Linked DNA regions of Mus musculus: regions 1, 2 and 3 are each linked to region 4. The links are chromatin contacts, called in public promoter capture Hi-C maps. All regions are on one chromosome and are shown on one strand. The core of a region is the stretch at or near the end of the contact, and the rest is flanking DNA. Distances in the headings are between cores, read along the strand shown.

Evidence for each region. Promoter capture Hi-C pulls out the DNA fragments that hold promoters and counts their contacts.
Region 1: a contact with region 4 is called in a promoter capture Hi-C map of the C10 cell line, with 3 times the contacts expected there. The contact joins the enhancer-like site here to the promoter of Casp7 in region 4. A contact is called at or near these places in 19 of 39 promoter capture datasets (the 3T3-L1 cell line, 3T3-L1-derived adipocytes, the C10 cell line and 12 more), 1 of 484 Hi-C or Micro-C datasets (3T3-L1-derived adipocytes), 2 of 115 datasets of contacts at active chromatin or transcription factors (kidney and pancreatic cancer cells) and 3 of 9 other capture datasets (adipose tissue, embryonic stem cells and pancreatic islet).
Region 2: a promoter capture Hi-C map of embryonic stem cells shows a contact between it and region 4, with 3 times the contacts expected there. The contact joins the enhancer-like site here to the promoter of Casp7 in region 4. A contact is called at or near these places in 6 of 39 promoter capture datasets (cranial neural crest, embryonic stem cells, liver and 1 more) and 4 of 9 other capture datasets (adipose tissue, embryonic stem cells, macrophages and 1 more).
Region 3: a promoter capture Hi-C map of stem cell-derived epiblast-like cells shows a contact between it and region 4, with 4 times the contacts expected there. The contact joins the promoter of Afap1l2 here to the promoter of Casp7 in region 4. A contact is called at or near these places in 11 of 39 promoter capture datasets (the 3T3-L1 cell line, the C10 cell line, cranial neural crest and 5 more), 1 of 484 Hi-C or Micro-C datasets (B cells), 3 of 115 datasets of contacts at active chromatin or transcription factors (astrocytes, embryonic stem cells and stem cell-derived neural progenitor cells) and 2 of 9 other capture datasets (adipose tissue and embryonic stem cells).

The regions. Positions count from the first base shown.
Region 1 is chr19:56,913,836-56,916,535 of GRCm38.p6, forward strand. It overlaps Afap1l2 (actin filament associated protein 1-like 2), which reads right to left. Exons shown (of 19, transcript NM_001177797.1): 14 at 2,489-2,700; 15 at 2,227-2,407; 16 at 1,837-1,992; 17 at 535-728; 18 at 290-418. Among named protein-coding and RNA genes, the nearest start is that of Vwa2, 41 kb to the left of the region's middle. Within about 2 kb of position 1,421, at least 28 of the 459 cell types and tissues checked have an H3K27ac peak or open chromatin away from gene starts, as enhancers often do. A contact at or near this core is called in kidney, pancreatic islet and stem cell-derived epiblast-like cells, where this site is marked.
Region 2 is chr19:56,933,955-56,936,654 of GRCm38.p6, forward strand. The region is part of intron 5 of Afap1l2 (actin filament associated protein 1-like 2); the gene reads right to left. Among named protein-coding and RNA genes, the nearest start is that of Gm38597, 42 kb to the right of the region's middle. Within about 2 kb of position 1,412, at least 55 of the 459 cell types and tissues checked have an H3K27ac peak or open chromatin away from gene starts, as enhancers often do. A contact at or near this core is called in embryonic stem cells, where this site is marked.
Region 3 is chr19:57,007,236-57,009,935 of GRCm38.p6, forward strand. It overlaps Afap1l2 (actin filament associated protein 1-like 2), which reads right to left and starts at 1,340. Exons shown (of 19, transcript NM_001177797.1): 1 at 916-1,340. The coding sequence starts at 931.
Region 4 is chr19:56,395,878-56,398,577 of GRCm38.p6, forward strand. Casp7 (caspase 7) reads left to right here and starts at 1,252. Exons shown (of 7, transcript NM_007611.2): 1 at 1,252-1,440.

The sequences.
Region 1 (2,700 bases), core at 171-2,670, 520 kb after region 4:
CCTTTTGTCACTGGCTTCTCTGGTTTTGATGTTAGAAACCTTTTGGGTTGGAAACATTTCAGTCACAGCCTGTCCCTGGAATCTACTCCTGAGTGGTGGGGAGGTCGTGGGTGGGGGTGCCCTCAGGCTCACTGGGAAGAACACTTGGTAAATATAAGCACTTTCCTGGTTAATCAGTGGTAAAGCCCGGGCCGGGCCACAAGTGGCATTCTGCTGAGAGCATATCTCTCACTCAGAGCTAGTGCAAAAGCCACAAGGCTTCATCTGCAGCTGAAGAGAGGCCACTCACCTTGGCTTTCTGCAGGACAGTGCCTTTGCCTGTGACCATGACGGAAAGAGGCCTGTTCTTGAGCACAGATGCAGAGTTGACTGGCGTGGAGTCTGGTGGGGGGTTGGGGGTGGCAGCTTTGGGCTGTGGCTGAGAAGGAGAACAAGGACTGGGTCAAATTACTATGTATATAAAACCCACCTCTACCACCCTGTGCCAGGAGGCCCCGTGTAGAGCTCACAGGCCCTCCAGAGCCCAGCACTCACACGAGGGCTCATGTTGTCCAGGTGCGTGGTATCCACAGTGGTGCCCAGGGTCACGGGCCCAGCCTCTGCCTTCTTCAGGTTGTCCTTCACCTCCATGATGCTGAGCTCAAGGTCCACACGCCTGCTCTCCTCCATCCGGCATTCCTCGTCTATTTTCTTCAGTGTCTGCTCCAGCTTGGCCAGGACCCCCTTATCTGTAGAGAGGATAGAGAACCATGCTGGGTAGAGGAAGGTTTCTCTGGGGTTCAAGAAACAAATTATGACGTGGTAGTCTGAGTGAGAATGACGTCCATGGGCTCCTATGTTTGAATGCTTGGTCTCCAGAAGGTGGAACTGTTTGGGAAGGATTAGGAGGTGTGGCCCCGCTGGAGAGAAGGTGTGGCCTTTCTGGAGAGAGGGTGCGTCAGTCATTCTCGGTTAGAATGCTCTCTGTGCTTTGTGGTTCTGTCTCAACTTTGAGCTCTCAGCTACCTCTCCAGTGCCTGCCTGCTGGCTGACACAATCTCCCCACCATGACTCACTATCATGGACTCAACCTCTCCAGAACTATGAGCCCCACCTTACATCCTTTCTTTTATAAATCACCTTGGTCATGGTATTTTTGTCATAAGAATGGAGAAGTCACCAGTGAAACTGCTAACTGAATATATATTAAAAACCCACTGCCCTGTGCACATTAAATGGGTTCACTGCTAGACAAATGGACTCTATCCCGACAACTGAAAAGTAGAGAGACTGTCCCTAAGGTCTTCCTTTGATTGCCATGCCATAGCTTCCCAGGAACCTGTCGGATTTGTCCCCAAACCTGTTAGGCTGGTTGTGCTCGCTAGTGCAACTCTGTGATTTAAATATCAAATGAGATCCAGGTCAAGTAATTCTGAGAGGCCTCAGAGGTCAGTTGCTAGGAAACCTCCCATGAGCCTGAGCCGGCTGAGACTGGAAAATCACCTGGAAGCTCTCCTCTCCGACTTTGTGCACCTAAGACCAGAGCCTGGAAATTAAGAAGTGCACTGCAGGCGTGGTTAGCATAGAGGTGCCTTGGCAGACCAGTCAGCTGACCCAGATCGTCAACCTGAGAACAACCTAAGTACCTGCTGGTGCTGTTGACCCTGTTTCATGGATCCAGGCAGAGACAGCCTCAGACAGGACCAGAAGAAGAGGGTCATTTCTGAGTGAGGGTGAGGGGACTCAGGCCAAAGGATCCAGAGGTAGATGACAAATCCAGGTTCATTCCCTCTCAAAGCCCGTGTGTGTTGAGTGAGACAAAGTTCCACCCTGGCCCTCCATGCAGAGGCCCCCTACCTGTGCATCTCAACAGGGTCTCTTTGAGCTCCCGCTTCTCTCTGCGGAGCTGAGCCAGGTGCCCTCGGATCTCCTCCTTGCTCCTCTCCAGCCTCTCCTTCTCCTCCGTGTACCGCTTTACTTCCGCCTCTGTCCGATTCTTCCCAAGTTTGATCTCTACAGACCAGAGAAGGAACCGGCTTGTGTCAGCAGGGATGGGTGAGGCATGGGGAACACCCATGCTGGATGCCAGCCCTACAGTGATGGGGTGGGATGTGTCCCTCACTTTTGTTGTTGGGGTGGTCCAGGGCAGGTTCCCTCACCTCTGTGAACCCATCCTCTCGTGTGAAAGAAGAGGATCGGGCTGACTCGCTATGTCTAAAGCGCTAAGCCTGGATCTAGTCCATATACCTGCACTGGTCACTCTCAGCTTCTCCTTCACAGGTGGGCTGGCAGCGATGGGGGCAGAAGCCATGGTGTCTGGGCAGTTGGCTGGGAAGGAGATTCTCTGCTGCTCGGCCTGTAGCTTAACCATGGTGATTCGCGGGGTGGGCTCGATAGGCTCTGAAGACTCTTGAACCTCTGGTTGCCTCTGCCAAGACAGATCATACACTGCTCTATGACTGCAGGGCTTGGTGAGGTGGCTGGGTACGGTTGCTGGGATGGCTTGTACCTGCTGCACCTCTGGGTCTCCTGGAGACTCTGTGTGGGGCTCCTCTGGGGTGGTGCCTGGCTTTGGGTCTACTGTGAGGGTCTCAGCTACATCGTCCTGATGTGGCACTGCTGGGAGAGAGGCCTGCGCCTGAGCCTCACTGCTACTGTGCAGGAAGGACTTGACCGGTGTGAGATCCAGGTAGACTCTGTCTGGCTCACTACCACTGTTAG
Region 2 (2,700 bases), core at 162-2,661, 540 kb after region 4:
ATGTGGCTGCCTACCGCTAGGAGCAGTGGTTCTCAACCTGTGGGTCGTGACCCCTTTGGGGATTGAATGACCTTTTCACAGGGGTCACCTAAGAGCACCAGTAAACATAGGTATTTACATTATGATTCATAACTGTAGCAAAATTATATATATTTAGTAGCAACGAGAATAATTTTATGGTTGGGGGGTCACCATAAATGACAAACTACATTAAATGGCTGCAGCATTGGGAAGGTTGAGAACTGCTGCACCCGAAGCTACTGCTGTCTCCTCCGAGGCGTGGACTTCTCAGGAGAGGCCAAGGATGTCATTCATGAGATCTGTTCACATGACCACTAGAGGTGACCGCCAGTCTTCACCAGAGGGGTGTGGACAGAATGACTTGCATCATGTCTGGGCAGTGCCTTTAAGAAACAGGCAGGCAGCCGGGCGGTGGTGGCACATGCCTTTAATCCCACCCAGCACTTGGGAGGCAGAGGCAGGCAGATTTCTGAGTTCGAGGCCAGCCTGGTCTACAAAGTGAGTTCCAGGACAGCTGGGGCTAGACAGAGAAACCCTGTCTCGAAAAACCAAAAAAAAAAAAAAAAAAAAAAAGAAAGAAAGAAAAGAAACGGGCAGGCATTTTTTAGTCCCTCTTTGCCCTGGAGGGTGGCTGAGCCAAAGATTAGAGGCGCCCAAGTATTCATTACACAGGATCAGAAATGCCACGCTGCTCAGAGTAGAAACCAATGCCTGAGAGCTATGTGTTACAGCAAATGGTCTTTTCCCCCAGCATCAGGACGAAGACATCTTGGGCAAACAGAGAGACGGTAATGTCTCAAGCATGAACGTGCAGCGTGCTCAGTTAGAGAGAGGACCCTGCTCTGTGGACAGTGCTGGGACATTACTGCTGAAGCAGGACAGAGTCCCAGCAGCTGGCCTTACCTACAAAGCTAGCACAATCTTGTTAGCTACCCAGCTGGAGCAACCCCTATACCTATTCACCCTTCCTTTTGCTAAGACCAGGTCACCCTGCTCAAGCAGGTGTGGGGACAGCAGACAGGAAGTGAGGGCTATTTGGCTGGCCACACAGGTAAAGGTCACAAGGATGTCCAACTTCCCAAGTTGTCCCTAGACCTCATGATGGCAGGAGAGATGGGCAGCCTTCCCACTCCCTACTTCTCTGGCCCACTCCCTGGGGTGAGTCAGAACTGACACAGTGGGAAGCCCCTGGCCAGGCAGTAAGCACGGGCAAGCAGCAAACAGCAAGGGGCTGGGTGTTTCTGACCACTTGTTTGTGTGGAGTTGAAAAGTCTGCCCCTGTGTGTTTGGGAGACAGGTCCTGGCTGGCAGGGGCCACACCCAGGAGAGGAGATACACAGAGGTGCTCACTAGTGAGTCACTGTTTCTGCCTCCAGGATACACCCAGACAGCATCGCCACGCCCTTGGTTGGCTTGGGTCTGAAATCACAGCCTGGCTGTGACTCCCCAGCACCTCACTGGCTCCGTGGGCTAAGGTGAAGCTCATCTGCCCACAGTGCCAACCGCTTATAATACCCTGGGCCCCCGACAAGCCCTCGCCTCCCACGCGGTTCCTGGGACTGGAGTGCCATAGGTTAAAAAGGAAGAGAAAAACCCAAGTCACAGCTCCAGGTCCCAACTCACTCTAGTCCCTCTTGTTGAAGAAGTGTACAAGGCTCACCCGCTTCAGCCAAGTTCGTCCCCACCACCGGGCACCCACCCTCACCTTCGACATTTGCCAAGTGCTGTGTGACGACTACGGAGCAGTCTCACAAAGGAGAGGCTGAGGAGATGCTAATCTTGATGGTGCTGCCCTGGAGGGACATTGATCGACGACTTGTCCCCGGTGTGGTGTTACTGAGAGACACTCTGGACCATTGAGAGTTTTGGGGGGACTGGAGAGATGGCTTGGTGGCTAACTGCACTTGCTGATTTTACAGAGGACACAGGTTTGATTCTGATCACCCACAGGCTGGTCACAGCTACCTGTAACTCTAATTCCAGGGGACTCTGGCGCCCTCTTCTGGCTTCCTTGGCTACGAGGCACAAACATGTACAGGCAAAACACTCAGACAGATAAAAATAAACAGGTTCCTTACTTTAAAAAAAGCTCAGATAAAACAGTGAGGCCTTGTCAGAGGCCGTTGGTACTGGGGTGTCCTCAAAAGGGACCAAAGGATCGCTCCCAACCCTGCTTTTGCTTGTTGGCTTTGAGGTGATCACGTTGCACGTGGCCTCTTACAGTCCCAATGCAGCCTAGAACAATGTGCCTGCCCAGTCTTGAACTAGAGGCCCTAAACTTGTGGCCCTAAAGTTCCTTTTCACCTCAGAAGTTATTTATCCCAGGTACCTCATGATAGTGACAAAAGGCCAGCTTCTGTAAGCTGAGGACCTTGGCCAAGAAGACTGGGATCCTGGCATTCAGCTCAGGGCGGATAGCCCATTCGCAATATGTCCAAAACCTAAGCCAGGCCAGTCATGAGCTGCCCTGCAAAGAAAGGCTTACAGTCCCATTCCAGGAAAAACCAAAGTCCTCAGTGTGTTCTCTCTGCAGCCCTTCTGTACGCTCCACTCCGCTCGCCTCTGAACTCACCCGGCCCTGCCCTGCCACAGCGGACTCTTCTCTGACTAAAGAACCCTTCTGCTCTCTGCCCAGAATTCTGCTCCTGCAGTTACCTGCCCGATCTTTTTCCCATAGCT
Region 3 (2,700 bases), core at 90-2,589, 610 kb after region 4:
CCCTCCCATGGGAAAATAAGTGCAGAGGCAGAATTTCCCCTTGCAGGCTTAACTTAGACAACCCCTAAAAAGAGCGAGTACAAGACCCTTTTCCCAGAGGGAGGCATGTAGGGGCGCACCGACGCATCTGCCTCAGGGGCAGCACCTTGAACCCCCTTTTCAAAGGACCTACTATCTGAGGTTTCTGGATTCCAGCCCTGGGGCTCCAAAACCCTTCGGGCATATCCGGACCGGCCCTCCCACCATGGTTTGGCCAAGATCCCTGGCCAGAGCCAAATCCAAGCTCGCTCAGCTGCCAGGACGCCTACGGGCGCTCCACCTGCTGGGCAGTCCACTGGGCTCCTAACTCACACCCCCCCCACGCAGCTTTGGGGTGCAGGATCCGCAAAGGGCATGGCGAGGCAGGTTACAAAGTGGTAGAGAGACGGACCTTGTCAAGAACAGAATAGCACGCCACCCCACCACATTAGGAGTTTTTTCTGCTACCGGACAAGACTTTTCCGGGAATCTGCAAGAAGCCCCTCAACAAGGCAGCATCCATAGAAAGAGCCCTACAACTCGCCCCTTTGCCCCCAGCAGCCCCTTACTGTTGAGACCTTACTAGGGCCCCCCTCGACTGTAGACATCTTTTCCCCAAGGCAAACTGAAACTGGGGGTGACGGGATGGCTCAGGACACACCCTCGGTTCTCCAACAGGTGAGAAGCCTCACTTTGACCTCCAAGCAGAGACCTCTGCCCCAGGGGCCCAGGAGTATCAAATAGCACGGACGGCATTCTACGCCCAGAAGCCCACCGCCCTGTTCGTGACTCCTCGGTCGCCCTCTCTAGGGCTGCGGTCCCTTGGGCGTAGACTGTCCGTTCTGGACACCTGAGTCCGGGATACCCGGAGCAAGTAGGTGCGCCCTGCGCCCTCACCTTTGTAGCGCTCCATCCCGGGCACGGTGTGCGCTGCTATCGGCTCCGCGCTGAGTTCTCCGCGCTGGACTCCGCGCTGGGCTCCGCGCCCCCGCTGAGCGCTGGCCCCTCCCAGTGAAGTCACGCTCGCCGCCCGACCTCCCGGAGTGGCCGCCGCGCCCCTAGCCCTCCGATCCTGACTCCACCCGAGCCGCCCTGGACCCCGCCAGGGATCTCCACAGCCGGTCAGGACAATCAGCGCTCTGGTCCTCACGCACCCCGCACTGGGCTCCCCGTCCCGAACGCAGATCACTTCCTCCAAGTTGGCCCGAGGGCGGCGGCGCGAAAGAAAGAGCCTGGGACGTCCTCAAAGCCCGGGGAAGACTCCGGGAACAGCGAGCTCCCGTAGGTCTCCACCAAGATCTGTTTTCTCCAGTGTTGAGACTGCGAACCCAATGCCGGGAGGAGGAGACTGAGGGCCAGCGGGGAGGTGGAGACGGACCTAGAGCGCCTCCTGCTTGATCCATCAAGCCAGTGCGCCCACATCCTGGGCCCTCCTGGATTAGCTCCTTGAATTTAGAAGCCGCTGGGGGCCGGCTTTCAGTCCACCTTGCCTGGCACCTGTACATCGTGCACACTTTAGAGCACAGGAAATGACCTCCTTGTAGCCTGCTGCCTGAGCCCAGATTTTATGGGCGTCTTAGCCTAGGCTTTCCTGAGGAGGATTACAGTGTCTGGAGCCTCCTCAGCAAGCCTGGTCTTCAAGAAAAGATGGCACCTGTCCGAGGTTATTTTCACCTCGGAACACATTTAATCCTTTTCTTTTGATTCCCTCCAATCCTTCCAAATTCCTAAATCCTCTCCAAAGATTATGGGGTTTTTGTTTGTTTTGTTTGTTTGTTTTTGGTTTTTCGAGACAGGGTTTCTCTGTATAGCCCTGGTTGTCCTGGAACTCACTTTGTAGACCAGGCTGGCCTCGAACTCAGAAATCCGCCTGCCTCTGCCTCCCAAGTGCTGCGATTAAAGGCGTGCGCCGCCACGCCCGGCTACGTTTTCTTTTAAACTTTCGGATTTCACTTTTTAAACCATGCTTGGACTCTCGACAAAGGCCCGGAATATACACTTAGGGAAGGTTTGTTGTTTTCCGAGAGCCCCCTTCATGCTTCCTTGGAGCAGCAGAGTCAGCTTTGATCTCTGCAGATCTTCCGCCCAGCGATCTGCACAAACACTTTTCCTAGTTAGAGCAGCAGCTCACGTGAACAGAGCCCTCCTAGCCAGCCAGGAGCCTCGCTCAGGGCTGCAAAACCCCAGCCTTTCAGTTTGCCCATTCACCCTGAGGTAGCAGGTCGCTGTCTGTCTCCTGTAGTATAAACAAGTTTAGGGGGAAGGGGGTGGACAAAGTCACATGGGAGGAGCCCTAGGGATGCCTACTTCCAAGTCTTATGTGTGTAGGTCAGAGACCTCCACATGCCACATGCACATGAACACACATGCAAGTACACACACACACACACACACACACACACACACACACACACACACACAGTTGGCAGCAAGAATGGGCATCTCCCAAGAGAATCAGGGTAGGAAGAGGTATTCCGCTGGCCTCCTGTACAGTAGCCCTCAAACAGTCGAGCAGCTGTGTTTCTGCCTTAGTGTTCTCATTCCTACCCCTTTCTTCCTCTTGCAAATGGCCCAGCAGGGCACACACCCTCCGTTCTGTGGTGGTTCCAGACTACTCTCAGTGGAGCCCTGGGTTTTCTTTGAAATGCTCAGTATTGGAAAAGAAGCCTCAAGTCTGTGGTC
Region 4 (2,700 bases), core at 2-2,501:
CCACCAAATAAGTAGAGATTGGTTGTTAAATGTTCCACGTTTTAGGACTACCCTGGAAAAAGTCATGGTTTACACAAAGATAAATTATAGTGGAGATAGGATTTCTTCATTTTTCAAAGGACTGTCAGTTTTAAAAAGCAAATCACCATAGCGTGAGCCATGGCTTACCCCAACATTTGCCTCCACAGTTCAGGGACACTAGCATTATTAAATAAGAAGGAGGGCAGGCATATTAAGAATTGAAAGTGCCCATACTGGCTGAGATTCTAGAGTTAGTGCTAAAACTCTGGGGTTCAAGAAAAACCATGCTAGCAAATAAAATAGCCTTGATGGCTCCGGAGACCTGTAGGTCTGAGAATCGAGTATCTCTGGCGTTTTCACAAAGTTCTCTCACATAGCTTGCTTCAGTGTGAGTGAATGAGCTGTTCTGAGAACTCTAGGTGGAGGGGAGGAATTGGAAGCGTCTACAGATGGAAGCCCAGATCTGTCTGTCTGTCTGTCTGTGTCGAAGATGACATGAACAGGAACCCATGTTAGCTCACTGTCTGCTTCCTCAAACCTAGTGCCTGACACGGGAGGTAGCACACATGGATGATGATTTTGGCGCAATATCCGTGCAAGCTGGGTTTGGGAGGTATAAACGTGTTTAAGACAAAGTTCGCCCCCCTCCCCAACAACGTCTGGGAAGACATCAGACTAAAGCGACTGGTGGTGCACAGTATCTGGTCGAGAAGCAGCTTGTGTTAGGAAAAAGGTAAAAAACAAAAACAGAACGAGACAGGTGCCCCATCGCGGAGAGCAAGTCAGAATTTTGGGTCCATCTGCTGGGTAGACAGTTTTGTAGAATGCGTTCTCAGTGGAACTTTTGACGTTTACAGTTTTAGAGTCTCTTAGTACTCCTCTCTGGTGAGCGCGGGGAAATTTGCATATGTGGCATAGAGGAGGGGACAGGGATAGCCCCAATTTGCAGGGCCGCTCTCCTCCCGTGCCGGTGACGCTTGCCAACTTCGCAGAGGTCTGGACCAAGCGCGCAGTCATATTTTCAGAGAACTTAACAGATTTGCAGCAGGTAGCCCGGGGTCACGGTCACTTTTCTGGCTGGCAGTTTTGCAGAGCCCGCCAGTTCTGTAGGGAGCGCTCTATCTGCCCAGTTCCTGCAGCCGCAGGGGTCGCCCAAACGTCGCAGAGGGGGGGACGCAGCACGTGGGCGGCGAGGGCTTCCCGCGCGAGCTTCCCGCGCGAGCTTCTCCCGCGGCGGGCTCCGTAGCGCGCGTTCCCGCTCGCCCCCAGCTTTCCCGGGCTGCAGGCACAGCCCCGTCCGGCCCGCCCGCTCCTCCCCCTCCGCCTCTGGGACTTTTGCTTTCAGTTTTCCCAAAGCTGCCCTCGACCCTTGCGGAGGACGGACGCTGCCGTGGGCTCCTGGCCGCCGCCGTGGGAACGGTAACTTGGGCCGCCATCGCGGCTTTCCCTCCCCTCTTCCGCGAGCTCCTTCCTCCCGCGCGTCCCCGCCCAGAGTCCCCCTCCCTCCCGCAGGCTCGCAGAACTTGCTTGCAGGGCGCTGTGGCGCGGAAGGCTCTCCAACATGCCTGGCCATCGCCCGCTTTGCTCGGCACGGCGGTCCCTTGGTCTTCTGGACCAGGGTCTCACGACATCCGGTGCCATTCCGGATGTAACAGGGAAGAAAGAGCGGGTGTAGGGCAGTAGATGTGGTTGTTTGAACCCGCAAGGACTACCTTGTCAGACCGGGAACTTAGGCGCTGCCGGGTCCATTTAATGGGAATCTTGGGCGGTTCTGGTGGCTTGTGCTCAGGGAAAGAGGGAGTTAGGTGCATAGGTCTTTAACCTAGGCGAAGTGTGCTTGAAACACTCTTTCTTGTCTGGGGACCCTTGCATCGGGACTCTTAGACTCTTACAGTGACTTAAGACTGGTGAAAAACTGGCAAGCGACACTTGTCAGTATGAGCTCCAGGCGACACCTCACCTTTACTCCTTGGCCTTTCGGGTTTATGGGGAAGTAAGTTTATTAGTAGGCACAGGCGGTGTTTGTAAGCAGTTCACAGGCCTTTCTCTTGAGCTGAGATAACTGATAAGGCCCTGGTTTTCTGTTGACAAGCTGTTTCTTCCTTCAGATTTTGGCCAGCGTAACCTTACACCCCTGTCCATATTGTTAAAGCCTAGCATTACAATCTGCCACTCTGCAACCTCCTATAGGACATGGGCAAAGTCTCTAGTTCCCTCATGGTGTGAACCTCAGGTGACACTGATGGGTTGGGTGGCAGCCTCGGGACTTTTTCACTTAAGGAAGTATGCATTTGGGCAGGAGGTGAGCCTGTTCAATGTTGCTGTGTTTGGGAAGCAGGCAGCCTGTTTCCTCAGGAAGACCCACCTCAATCAACTTGCTTAGCCTGCTTTCTCTTGCTGGGATAAACACCATGACCATAGAGAGGAAAGGCTTTATTTCATTTGACGACTTCAGGTCACAGTCTGTCATTGAGGGAAGTCGAGGCAGGAGCCTGGAGGCAGGAAATCTGATTACTCACTCAGCTACCATTAGTACACAGCCTGTGGATGGTACCACTACAGTGGGCTGGGCCCTCCCCTCCCACACCAGCCATTGGTCAAGGCACTTCCCTATAGACATAGCCACAGGCCATTGTGATCTGGGCAATTCCTCAAGTGAGATTTCCTGTTCCCTGGTGA